2 separate regions of the Mus musculus genome follow, and region 1 is linked to region 2. A link is a contact called in public HiCAR-type data. All regions are on one chromosome and are shown on one strand. Each heading gives the region's core, a stretch centred on a gene start, on an enhancer-like site or on the middle of the called end of the contact. The rest is flanking DNA. Distances are from core to core; before and after follow the strand shown. Region 1 has its middle 12 kb from the start of Gm31330. Region 2 has its middle 53 kb from the start of Hdac2.

The links. HiCAR-type assays count read pairs that join an accessible place to other places.
Region 1: a HiCAR-type map of fibro-adipogenic progenitors shows a contact between it and region 2, with 5 times the contacts expected there. The contact joins two enhancer-like sites. A contact is called at or near these places in 1 of 115 datasets of contacts at active chromatin or transcription factors (fibro-adipogenic progenitors) and 1 of 9 other capture datasets (embryonic stem cells).

What each region holds. Positions count from the first base shown.
Region 1 is chr10:37,421,763-37,427,521 of GRCm38.p6, forward strand. No RefSeq gene overlaps it. Among named protein-coding and RNA genes, the nearest start is that of Gm31330, 12 kb to the right of the region's middle. Within about 2 kb of position 3,634, at least 4 of the 459 cell types and tissues checked have an H3K27ac peak or open chromatin away from gene starts, as enhancers often do. A contact at or near this core is called in fibro-adipogenic progenitors, where this site is marked.
Region 2 is chr10:37,025,335-37,030,665 of GRCm38.p6, forward strand. No RefSeq gene overlaps it. Among named protein-coding and RNA genes, the nearest start is that of Hdac2, 53 kb to the left of the region's middle. Within about 2 kb of position 1,852, at least 8 of the 459 cell types and tissues checked have an H3K27ac peak or open chromatin away from gene starts, as enhancers often do. A contact at or near this core is called in fibro-adipogenic progenitors, where this site is marked.

The sequences.
Region 1 (5,759 bases), core at 2,384-4,883, 400 kb after region 2:
GGGAGAGTGGGAGAGGGGGAGGTGGAGGAGAAGGAGGAGGGGGAGAGTCACTGGGCTTGGTATGGGCTTTTGCAATCTCAAAGCCCACCCTTATCAACAAGGCCAAAACGGTTCCCTTCCCAAAACAGTTCCACCAACTGAAGACAAAGCATTCAAACTGTGTAGTTAGTGGGGCCATTCTTAATATAAGCACCACTAGGCTGTTCTACCTTTTATTCTTATAAACATGGCAACATAAAGTACAGGTATATATATATATATATATATATATATATATATATATATATATATATATATATATGTACTGTGCTTGCCTAGCATTCAAATGGGTCCTGGGGATTTGAGCTGCAGAACTTTCCATGAAAGCACTATATACACTGAGCTCTTTCCCTAACCACAGAGGTCCAATTTTAAACTCAAATCTTTGGTCATTATCTGTTTATGATTCAAATGATTCAAAACTGTTATTTTTTTGTATTTATGACTCTCAAATTGTTCGATTGTTCTTAGATATTAAAAATAGTGAATAGAAATAGCTTAATGACAACAGAAAGAATAAAAATTTTATTTTATTTATTTTACTTCTTATCCAATGTTACAAACGTCTAGAAGCCATTATGGTCTATTTCTTAATTTGCAATATTTCCAGAATTAAGCAATGTTGAGTTGAACTTCTTGATATCATTCCTTGGAGAAAGAGGCTGGCATCTTTTATAGAAGAGTCTCATTATCAATATAAAACATTTGGAAACAAAACTGCCCTTTTGCCATCTCTAGTAAGCAAGCAAATTTTTCTTCATAAGAAAATCTTGTCTTTTTCTCATTTAGTTCTCTCATATTGGCTTGAAGGTCAAACAGGATCTGGAAGCATTCCTGTGTCTCTCCTGGGTGTATGCATTTTTAAAATACCCTGACAGTGAAGTATTTAGCAGGCTCTGATAGATTTATTAGTAACCGCAAAGTATTTCCATGGAATTCAGGCAGATGTGAGTTCCTGTTAGGAAGGGACAGTTGGCTTAAAGCAACAATTTCTGGATCTTTTCTAATTCCTAGAGGAATTTTGCTGCATGCTGATGAGAGCGGCTGGGAGCAAACAGCTGAGGGCTGAGTGGAATGAACTGATTTTCTCACATTCTTCAAGAACTGGTAGTTGGTGCAAAGAATGTAAACATCCATACTGTAAAAGGACATCAAAAGAAGCCATAAGTCCTTACAATTAATAAACCAGCAAATGTAAACAAAACCACACAGCTATGTGCAGAGCTGATAAGAAAGAAAGAACTTCAAACATCTCTCCCTCTCTTTCTTTTTTGAAGGAAAGAATAATAAAACAAGGGTATTAAAAATAAGACCTCATTAAATTCTGTTTAATAGTAAGAGAGAGAGAGAGAGAGAGAGAGAGAGAGAGAGAGAGAGAGAGAGAATACAAAATAGAAAGTAAAGACAATGTATTGACAGAGAACATGAACCAGAGCCACGGTGTGGACTTTGCTTCCCATCTGTTTTTCCAGAGAACCACCTCCCTTCCCTGCATTTTAATGATCTTCTTGAACCTTCCATCCTTCCCTTTATGCAGGCCATTGTAGCAAGCTTCAAATTCTCAGTTACTTGTTTTTTCCATGCTGCAGCTATGTTACATGTAACATGCTGTTAGTTGTTAGCATTCCTACTGTTAGCATTCAGGTGATTTTTCGCAGGTGATATACTTAACAATTAGCCATCAATATTAGATGATTTCTGGAACTGAGTAAAGTATTTATTTTATTTTTCTCATGTTCTCCAGCATTGTTTCTGGGCTTCTACGGGCATTAATTTGAGTGGCTTTTTTTTTTCTTCCTTTGGTTGTGGTTACAATGTAGAGACCTGAACTGAGCAGTGTTTCCTAAATCTTATCACATAGTTTATAAAAGCCTTGATATCTGGGCTATAAAACTATGGTTAAGTCTAAATATCTGGGCAAAGAAATCCAAATATCTAGTTATTATTTATTTGTTTAGTTAAATTTCTCTATTCCATTTATTTTATTTATATGTGTAGGCACAGGCATGTCACAGCATGGAGGTGGGGATGGCAAGGCAATGTTGGGACCTACTGTATCATTTTACCATGTGGGGCCTGGGATTTGAACTCAGGTGGTCTGGTTTGGCAATAGATACCTTTATCCACTGAGCTGGCTGACCAGGCCAAATGTTTAACTTTTAAATGTGGATGCATAAGGGGTGTTTGGCTCTAGTTTTATTTTTCTGAAATTAAAAATACATTGGGCTATAAGAGATTTAACGTATGTATATTTGGCAGTTTGAATGGGAATGGCCCCATGGGCTCATATATTTGAATGGTCCCATGGGCTCAGTTCCTAGTTGGTGGAACTGTTTTGGGTAGGATTAGGAGGTATGGCTTTATTGGAGGAGGTGTGCCCCTGGGAGTGGGCTTTGAGCCTGAAGGCCCATCCAGGCCTAGTCTTGTTCTTTCTACTCCAACTTGTGCATAGGTTGTAAGCTCTCAGCTACTGCTCCAGTGCCATCCCTGCTCCCCGCTCCAGCTCTGATGGCTGTGGATTTACTCTCCGAAACTGTAAGCAAACCCCAATAAATGCTTTCTCCTATAAGTTGCCTTGGTCATGGTATCTTTTCACATAAATAAAACAGTAACTAAGGTAAAAGTGCTTGTGAAAACATCATCACAATAAAATAGTGGGGACATCTATGTATCCTCTCATGCCTTTCCCTAGTCTTTTCTTTTCATGCTTGCCTGACAGATTAGGCAGCCGCCCATCTGTTTTTGCTCTCTTTCCTTTCTAGTGGGGGAAGTGCTGGAGGTGAACTTTGGGGACTCACACATGCTAACAAGCACTCTACCACTGAGCTACACTCCCTGGTTCACATCTATTTGCTGTTCAGCTACTGTAGATCAGCCTGCTTTTTTCTGGATCTATAAACACAACTCACACAGTTCCCGTTCTATACAGTTTAGATCCTTAAAACAGAATGAGATTTTGTGTGCCAACCTCTCAAAAAGGATTTCTCAGCAATGTTGTAGTCTATTAAAAAACATGCATTGTAGGAATGCATTTGTTCTATTAAAAAACTGCAATGTAGGATTGCATTTGTTGGTGGGCACCAGAATCATGTCTATAACAAATAAAGGCATAGTAAGCTTTCATGTGAAGATTTTTGTTTAGGATGCTTTTACTCTTCTTTGGTAAATGTATAGAAGTGGAATGGGTGGATCATATATGAAACCATGCTTAGGAATCTGATAAAACATTTTGTAAAGTAGCTGTATCCTTTTACCTTCTCATCAATATTGAATAAGAATCTCAGTTCCTTTGTACCCTTGGCAACAGTTGGTAGGCTCAGTTGTGTGTGTGTAGGTGCTTGCCTGAGCATATTTGCAAAGAACAGAGGGGGATATCAGATACTCTCTCTAGCCTTTACTTTTCTTTGCAGTTCCTCTGACAAAATACCCAGAAAAAAGGAATAGAGTGACAAAAACTGTTTATCGTAGTTCTCAGTTCCAGGTTACAGTCCATTAAAGTAGAGAGGTCACAGTAACGGCAGCTTGAGGGAGCAGCTCACATCATAGCCAGAATCGGGAACAGAGTCATGGAGGCTTGTATATGAGCTCATCTCACTTTCTCCTCTTTAATACAGTTCAAAACCAAAACCCAGAGACTCGTGCTGCTCATCATTGGGCTGACTCTTCTCAGATGAGTTAATCATGTTGAGGCAATCCCCACATGTGTGACCCTAATCTAGAAAAATTCCACAGTCAGTTTTCTTACCAAGTGAGTCTACATTGATTCAAATTGACAATTAAAACTAGCCACCACACAACATTCATCAGTGAATCTCTCTATGCTGTGGTGGTTGATTGGCAGATAAACCCAAGCTGTATGACCCATCATTCCCCTAGTAGCACAAGGGGTATAGACACATAAGGTCAGGATGGATTGTATTTGGTTTTTTTCTTTTGTTTTTGGTTTTTTTTTTTTTTTTTTTTTTTTTTTTGTGTTGTTTTGTTTTTTGAGATAGGGTCTCACACTATAGTCATGGAAGGCCTCGAACTCACTGTATAGACCAAGCTGGCCTCAAATACACTGAAATCTCCTTTTCTCTGTGTTCCAAGTGGCTGGGATGAAAGGTATGTGCTGCCATACCTGAAGGCCTAGATTTTTAAATGGGCACTGGACATCTAAAATCTGATGCTCAAATTTTCATCAAGTTCTCTAAACCATGGAGCCATTTTGCCATCCTCAGGGGGAATCTTTATAATGTTTGTCTTTTCTTTGAAAAATACGTATTTTCATTTATATGTGTGGATGTCCATCTGTGTATGAAGTACATTTGTGTTGCAGGGTTGGTCTTCACCTTCCATATCATTTGAGGTAGGGCCTCTCTTCCTGTTTGACCCTACCCTTTGTACTACAGGATAACTGGCCTGTGAGCTTTTGGAAAGAGTCTTCTGTCTCTGCCTACTGTCATACCATAGGAGTGCTTTCTACACTACAGTCAGATGCTAACACAACCAGTTTTTACCTGCGTTTCAGGGGTGGGAACTCCAGTGGTCAGGCTTGTAGAAGAATTGTATTTTTAGATCCTGGAGTCATCTTGCTGGCCCATATTTGCCATTTCCAGTAAATGCAGAGTAGTATTCCATTGTGGTTTTAATTTGTATTTATCTAATGACTAATTATGTTGAGCAAATTTCTATGTGCTTATTTGTTATTTGTAGAATACTCAACTTAATTTTTAATTGAGTCATTTATTGTAGAGCAGTAAATTTTTTAAAAATTATAATTCTGTATAGATATCTTTTGTCTAATAAGTGCCTTGTAAGTAGTTTCTCTCCCTCTGTAGCTAGTGAGATTTTCTTAATAGAGTCCTAATGAGAATAAATTTTGGTGAAAATACAATTTATCATCATTACTTTTTGTGGCTTTGTTTTTGGAAAACTCAGTCTTTAAACTTTCCCCTATTTTTAAATAGATGCTCTTATGTTTAGACTGATGATCTCTTTTGAACTGTAGGGGAAAGTTATTACCTTTATCTTTTTCCTTATGGGTTTCTAGTTGTCCCAAGATAACTTGAAGAAAAGATGTCATTTTCTTCCACGGATGTATCCTTGCAACTTCATTAAAAAATAATTGATCAAATGCATGTGACTAAATACTTGGATATTACTTGTTATATTATTACATACATAATTGTCTATTTTCATACTAATGCTATGCTTCCTAGATTATATACAATTGGGCTTAAAACTCTACCATCCAGCAACAATCCCATATCTTGAATACCAATTTTCTGAGCTACTTTTCTTTTTAAATATGAGAAAATAACTGACAGAAGCAACATCATAATGAAGGAAGGGTTTATTTTCATTTATGACTTCATTTTCTCTTGGTGAGGAAGTGTTGTAGGGAGACCATGGGGAAGGTCATGGTCAGGGGCAGAGCATGTAGTCTACATCAATGGAAACATGATTACTGCTTCTCAGTGGCTGACCAGAAAATTGGAAGTGGATCTAATCTACAAAGCCTTATCAATGCTCCAAAACTTCTCAGATCAATGATGTCATTTGGAGACCAAAGGTTCAAACACACAAGCCCATGGAGGGCACTTCATGTTCAAGCCACATCAAGTAGTGATTTACACTTCGTTTCAGTAGATTAGGGGTTATCCGAAATTCTTCATTATTATCAAGAATCAAGGTTGTGCCAACACTGTGTTAGTCTTTGCCTATACCACAAGTAGCAA
Region 2 (5,331 bases), core at 602-3,101:
ATTATAAATTACATAATCTATAATCTAAAATGTATAAACAGCCAGAATGATGTAGCAAGATTTTCTTTAGATTATTCATGTTAGTACTTTGTGTCTGAGTGTTTTGCCTACCTGTATATATGTTCACCACATGTGTGTTTGGTGCCCATGGAGGTGTGGGCATCAGGTCCCCTGAAACTGGAGTCCAAACAGATGTAAGTAATTATGAGTAAGTGCTGGGAATCAAATTGGATTCTCTGTAAGAACAACAGATGCTCCAGTCCCCTGCTTAAAAAAATATTAATTAAATAAAATCACTTTACTTTAATGAACTAATGAATTTAAAAAATCACACAGCTAGATTAAAATAGCCACTCAAAAACAAAATCAAAAACCCTTGCCCAGTCACAAACTCAGGCATCTACACAATTGGGTTGGCTATTCTGAAGCCAGGAGCTTCACTTGGGATTCTGGACTTTCATCATCTACAACATTTCAATGAACGTGCCCACCATACACATGAAGAAAAAATTGGACAGAGCTGAAACCTCAGTGACAGTAGTTTCGCATTCTCTCCGATTGTCTCTTGACTGAATGTCGCTTCTGCTCATCACCCTGCATTGTTCTTTTCTGGTCTCCTTTCTAAACACTACAACAGAATGCCCATCTTTACACCTGTTTGCATGGATCCATGTGTGCATTGCTGGCTAGATTCTGCACATGAGGGAAAATGTGTGGGTTTTGTTTATTCTGATTTCAGATCTCCTTGCTTAATATTTCCTTTCCAAGTGCATCCATTTTCTGTACTTTTTCTTCATAGCAGAATCATATTCCTTTTTGGATATGTACTACATATTCATTTCTCAGTCGCCTGTTGAAAGCCCTCTCCTGAAAGGCGGGATGGGTTCTGGACTAAGGCTGGTCAGTAGGCCTTGCTCCCCATCATCTCATGTATTTCTCTTTCTATTCCACTCATTTTTCAGTGATCTACATTCTTAAGAATGATCTACATTCTTAATTCATTCTATTGATGAAGATGATGGTGTTATCTTGTACATACCAAAACTTTGTGGCTTTAAAAGACAACACTCGATTTATCATTATCTCTCATAGCTCTGGATGTTGACTGGGTCTGATTCTGGGTTCCCTAAGTATTTGCAGCCTTAAACAGCCAGAATTTGGAGTTCTATTGGAAACTTCCCCAGGGCATCAGTACTGGTCTCCAGTCAGCATTGGGCTACTGGCTAGTACATCTGTGTATGACCTCTCTCTATTGTCTGACTTCATCATACCTTGGCTCATCCTAGCAGAGAGACCTAGGAGGAACCTGTAGTCTTTGCCAATACATCTTAAGCCTTACAACTTTTACTCCCCTGTGTGCTGACAGAAGAAATGAGTCACAAAAGTCTGACAGAATTTAAGGGTGGATATGCAGATTCCAATTTCTTATTTTAATGAGTGGCAGAATTCTGAGCCTATATTGGAAAAACACTGTAGAGTGTGGATACTGTGAAAACAGATTTCTAAGTCTTCACTTGTGCTGGTTTTATTTTCTTCATGACATTGCTCAGTTTTAAACATCACCTCCTTTTTCTACTAGTGGAATATCAGATTACCTACCCTGGAATTCGTTCCATAAGGACAAAGCTTTGTTCCCCTCTCTGCTGAAGATGAATCTCCGGAATCTAGACCAGAGCTAAGAACACATGGCCTCAGTTACTATCTGTGGAACACAACAAGCCAGATGTGCAAATCTGAATAATAATTCTGTCTTACTTCTGTGACTAAAGCAGAAGTCATCTGATACTCTGCTCTCATAGAGCATCATTCAATGTGAGCTCATCTGATGTCTCTTCATAGTTCAAGACATAGTCAGCTGTGTCTTTCACAGGAGTATTCCAAGGAGTTGTACCGGTTTCCAGGACACCAGCTCGTAGATGGTCTTATTTGTCTCAGTCTGGATGTGTTCTATTAGATAGCTTGTTAGTGGTGGTGGGAGCAGGCTTCTTTGCTGTGAAGCTATTCTTCTTTATGTGTCTTATGACGAATATGCATCCTATTCCTAGATACCCAGTTCCTCATCGAGCTTTGTACTCTGTATTAGCATAGACTCATAAGTTTCCATTTTATCTACTACTGTCATTATTCTAACGTTTAAACTATACCACACTTGGTCAATAAGAGCTTCATTGATTTCTGTATGCGTTTTTTTATAACTGACCATGCTTCAAGCACTTTCTTACAGTGTATATCCCAAGAGAATGAATTTTTTTCTTTCCTTGACCCAGAGCCAGCTATAACTTAGGAGAACTTCCATTCCTGTTTGTTGAGTACAATATTGAAAATTTGCAGTTGACAAGTTAGTCAGAGCAAAGTCTGATGTTTGGTGTTAATTAATGATTTTTAGTTTAGTCTAGGTTTTGAATCTTAAACCAATGTAAAGATTCAATGTAGTCAAAGCAACTTTGTCTCCAAATACTTGTGGCTTCAAAAGGCCCAAGTAGATTTTTTTTTTTCTGGCAGGAAAAGCATTGGTAGATAAGAATTTGAACCACTTTAAAGATCAAGATTGTGATGGTGACAGTCTACTCGTGTATATGGTTCCCCTAAATGCTAAAGACGCATCTAGAAAACACACAACTAAGGACATGCCCTTCTCGTTCCTCTCTTCAGTCACAAGTGTGAAGCTGGTCAATGATTCCCATTGCTATGCGCCCTTTGAAAGGAAAGAAAGGGGCAAATAGATGCATGGAATTGGCAATTTTATAAATCTTTTAAGGCATGATTTTTAAATATTGTCATCTACATACTATAAGTTTTAAGATGCCCACTTTAGTCCTTAAATAACAATCTAAACATACACTCTCAATAAAAATTAAAGAAATTATACTTTATTAATTCAGCAAAATACTAACTCTTCCATAATTATGATGTAGGTCTGGTATTCTTGACACAGATTTTATATATACATATATATATATAATGGTAAAGTAGGTTATATAACAAGTACATAATGTAACATATATTGATATATTTCAGGTCCAGAAGAAACTCCATTGAGATTTATAAACTGATGACATGACCACTCCATGGTATGGTTAAGAGGATGGATTTTCTTGTAGATAGGAGAGAAAGAACAGCCAGAGGCATCTGAAAGATTCTGGACGAGAAAGAGAAAGTAGTAGATTGAATATAGTCAGCAGACTGGACCTGGCTATGAAAGAAGCAAGGGGAGAGAGAGAGAGAGAGAGAGAGAGAGAGAGAGAGAGAGAGCAGAGTTATAAGAAGAATGAGTAGCTGGGGCGGGGGGGGGGGTGTCTGTGAGCTGGAGGGAGTTTAGGGTAGGGGAGGAAGTGAGAAGAGCCAGGATGCAAGGATGGAGTATGAAATGAGTAACAGGTACTTGTGATACTGAAGGAGACTGGAGGACAGAACGTATTGGTATGTTAATAGGCAACACAGATACCCACTTGTCCCTTCAGCCTTTGGGAATTTGGAGAAATAGTTTCCTTTGGACTTGACATTCCAGCCTTTTGTTGATGATGAGGGTGATGTAATCCCTTCTGTAACTGCTCCTCAGCTGAAATAAGAGCATCATTGTCAGGGCCCAGGATGGTTGAAATGCTGGTCAAAGGCTGCGAGGGGGAGAGGATCTAGGTAATGTTAGGGAACAGCTGGTTTTCTGACCAAACCTAAAGAGACAGAGAGCAATCACATTGGCCTGACTGGTTTACATCAGCTTTTATCAAGTCAAGGGCTCTCTGGTTCCACAAGACAACCTGGGCTTGACATGATGTTTTGGTTCAGTTGTCACGTCACAGTTGATTCCTGGATAGTGAATATCAACTGACTCAAAATCTGCTGAGACAGGTAGAGACTGGGGACAGAAGGCAAAGTAAAGGAGCTTAGGAAAAAGTCTTTATCTTGGGTGTCCACTTGAAACTTCCAAGCCTGGTAGCTGGGACAGGCAGGAGACACAGAAAGCTTAAGCTGGGGAATGACAGGAGGACTTGTCTGGAGGCTATTTGGCCCGTGACAGGTCACAACTCCCTGAAGGTTGCACGAAGTTTATGAACACCTTAAAGTTGAGAAGACATAAAACGTTTAGATATGTTAGCATGACCACTATCTGCCGTCTGCACTGAAATTCACATTGTAGTAGAAGCAGTTAACAAGTATTTGTAAACAGCTGGAGTAAACCCACACCTTAAGCCACAACAAAAGTGTAGGGACCCAAAAGGATCCTTCTGTGTTAAAGCATGAACAGTTTCCTCTCTCCAGAGTCCAGATATATCTATCTGTGTGTCTATATGTCTGATCCATGTTTATCTTTCTATAATCAAAGAAAATCAATTAAAAATTCTGAGCCTGTGACTATGCTAAGGCTAGATTAACAGATTATCAGAATGGCATTGGTTAGTGTGTTAAAAGTATGAACTTTTGAAGTCTTAACATATTAATAGCATAGCAGTAGGGAAAGAAATCTGAAATGTTTCTCAGGTTTTACATACCTTAAATCACATTCTTACACCCTCACAACTTGAGTAAACTATCCAATCATTTACCATGAGACATAGGTGGCTGATTACTGAGAGAAGTCATTGAAAAGCAAGTTCTCTTAAACAAAGCAGTAGTAAAAATAGTAATAGCAGCAGAGCTTGACTTTGCTTTTCACATGGAACCCTGTTTTATGAGTTTATTGGGCTTCATTGTGAAGCCTGTCAGCAAGGAAAAGCAGTCTGTGAGGCTGCCTTTCTCAGAAAAAGAACTAGCAGCTCTCGGAAAAACAAGGTTTGATCCTACTTATGAAGTGGCAAATGCAGCCTTGTGAGAAGGTGTTATTTGCCTTCTACTGCTAAACTGTAAAGGGTATAGCTTGCTAGCAATACCACTGGAGATACACGAAGAATAATCTGAGCAGAAAGTATATTCTAAATGGCCTCTGTATCAGTGAAAATGGCAGAGACTTACCCATTACGTGGATGAAGATTACCATGGTGATCTCATTTGTTTCATTGGGGGGTAGAGGATTCAGGGAAACATTAGTCTTCGACTCTGTGGTGGTTTGGATAGGTATGCCCCTCATAGACTCATGTGTTTGAATACTTGGCCCATATGGAGTGGCATTATTAGAAGGTGTGGCCTTGTTGGAGAAATGTGTCACTGTGGGAGTGGGCTTTGAGGTGTCATATGTTCAAGTTATGCCCAGTGTGACATGTGGTCCTCTTTTGCTGCTTGTTGATTGTTATGTAGAACTCTCAGCTCCTTCTCCAGCACCATGTCTGTGTGAACACTGTCGTGCATCCTGCCATGATAATGGACTATACCTTTGAAACTGTAAGCCAGCCCTGG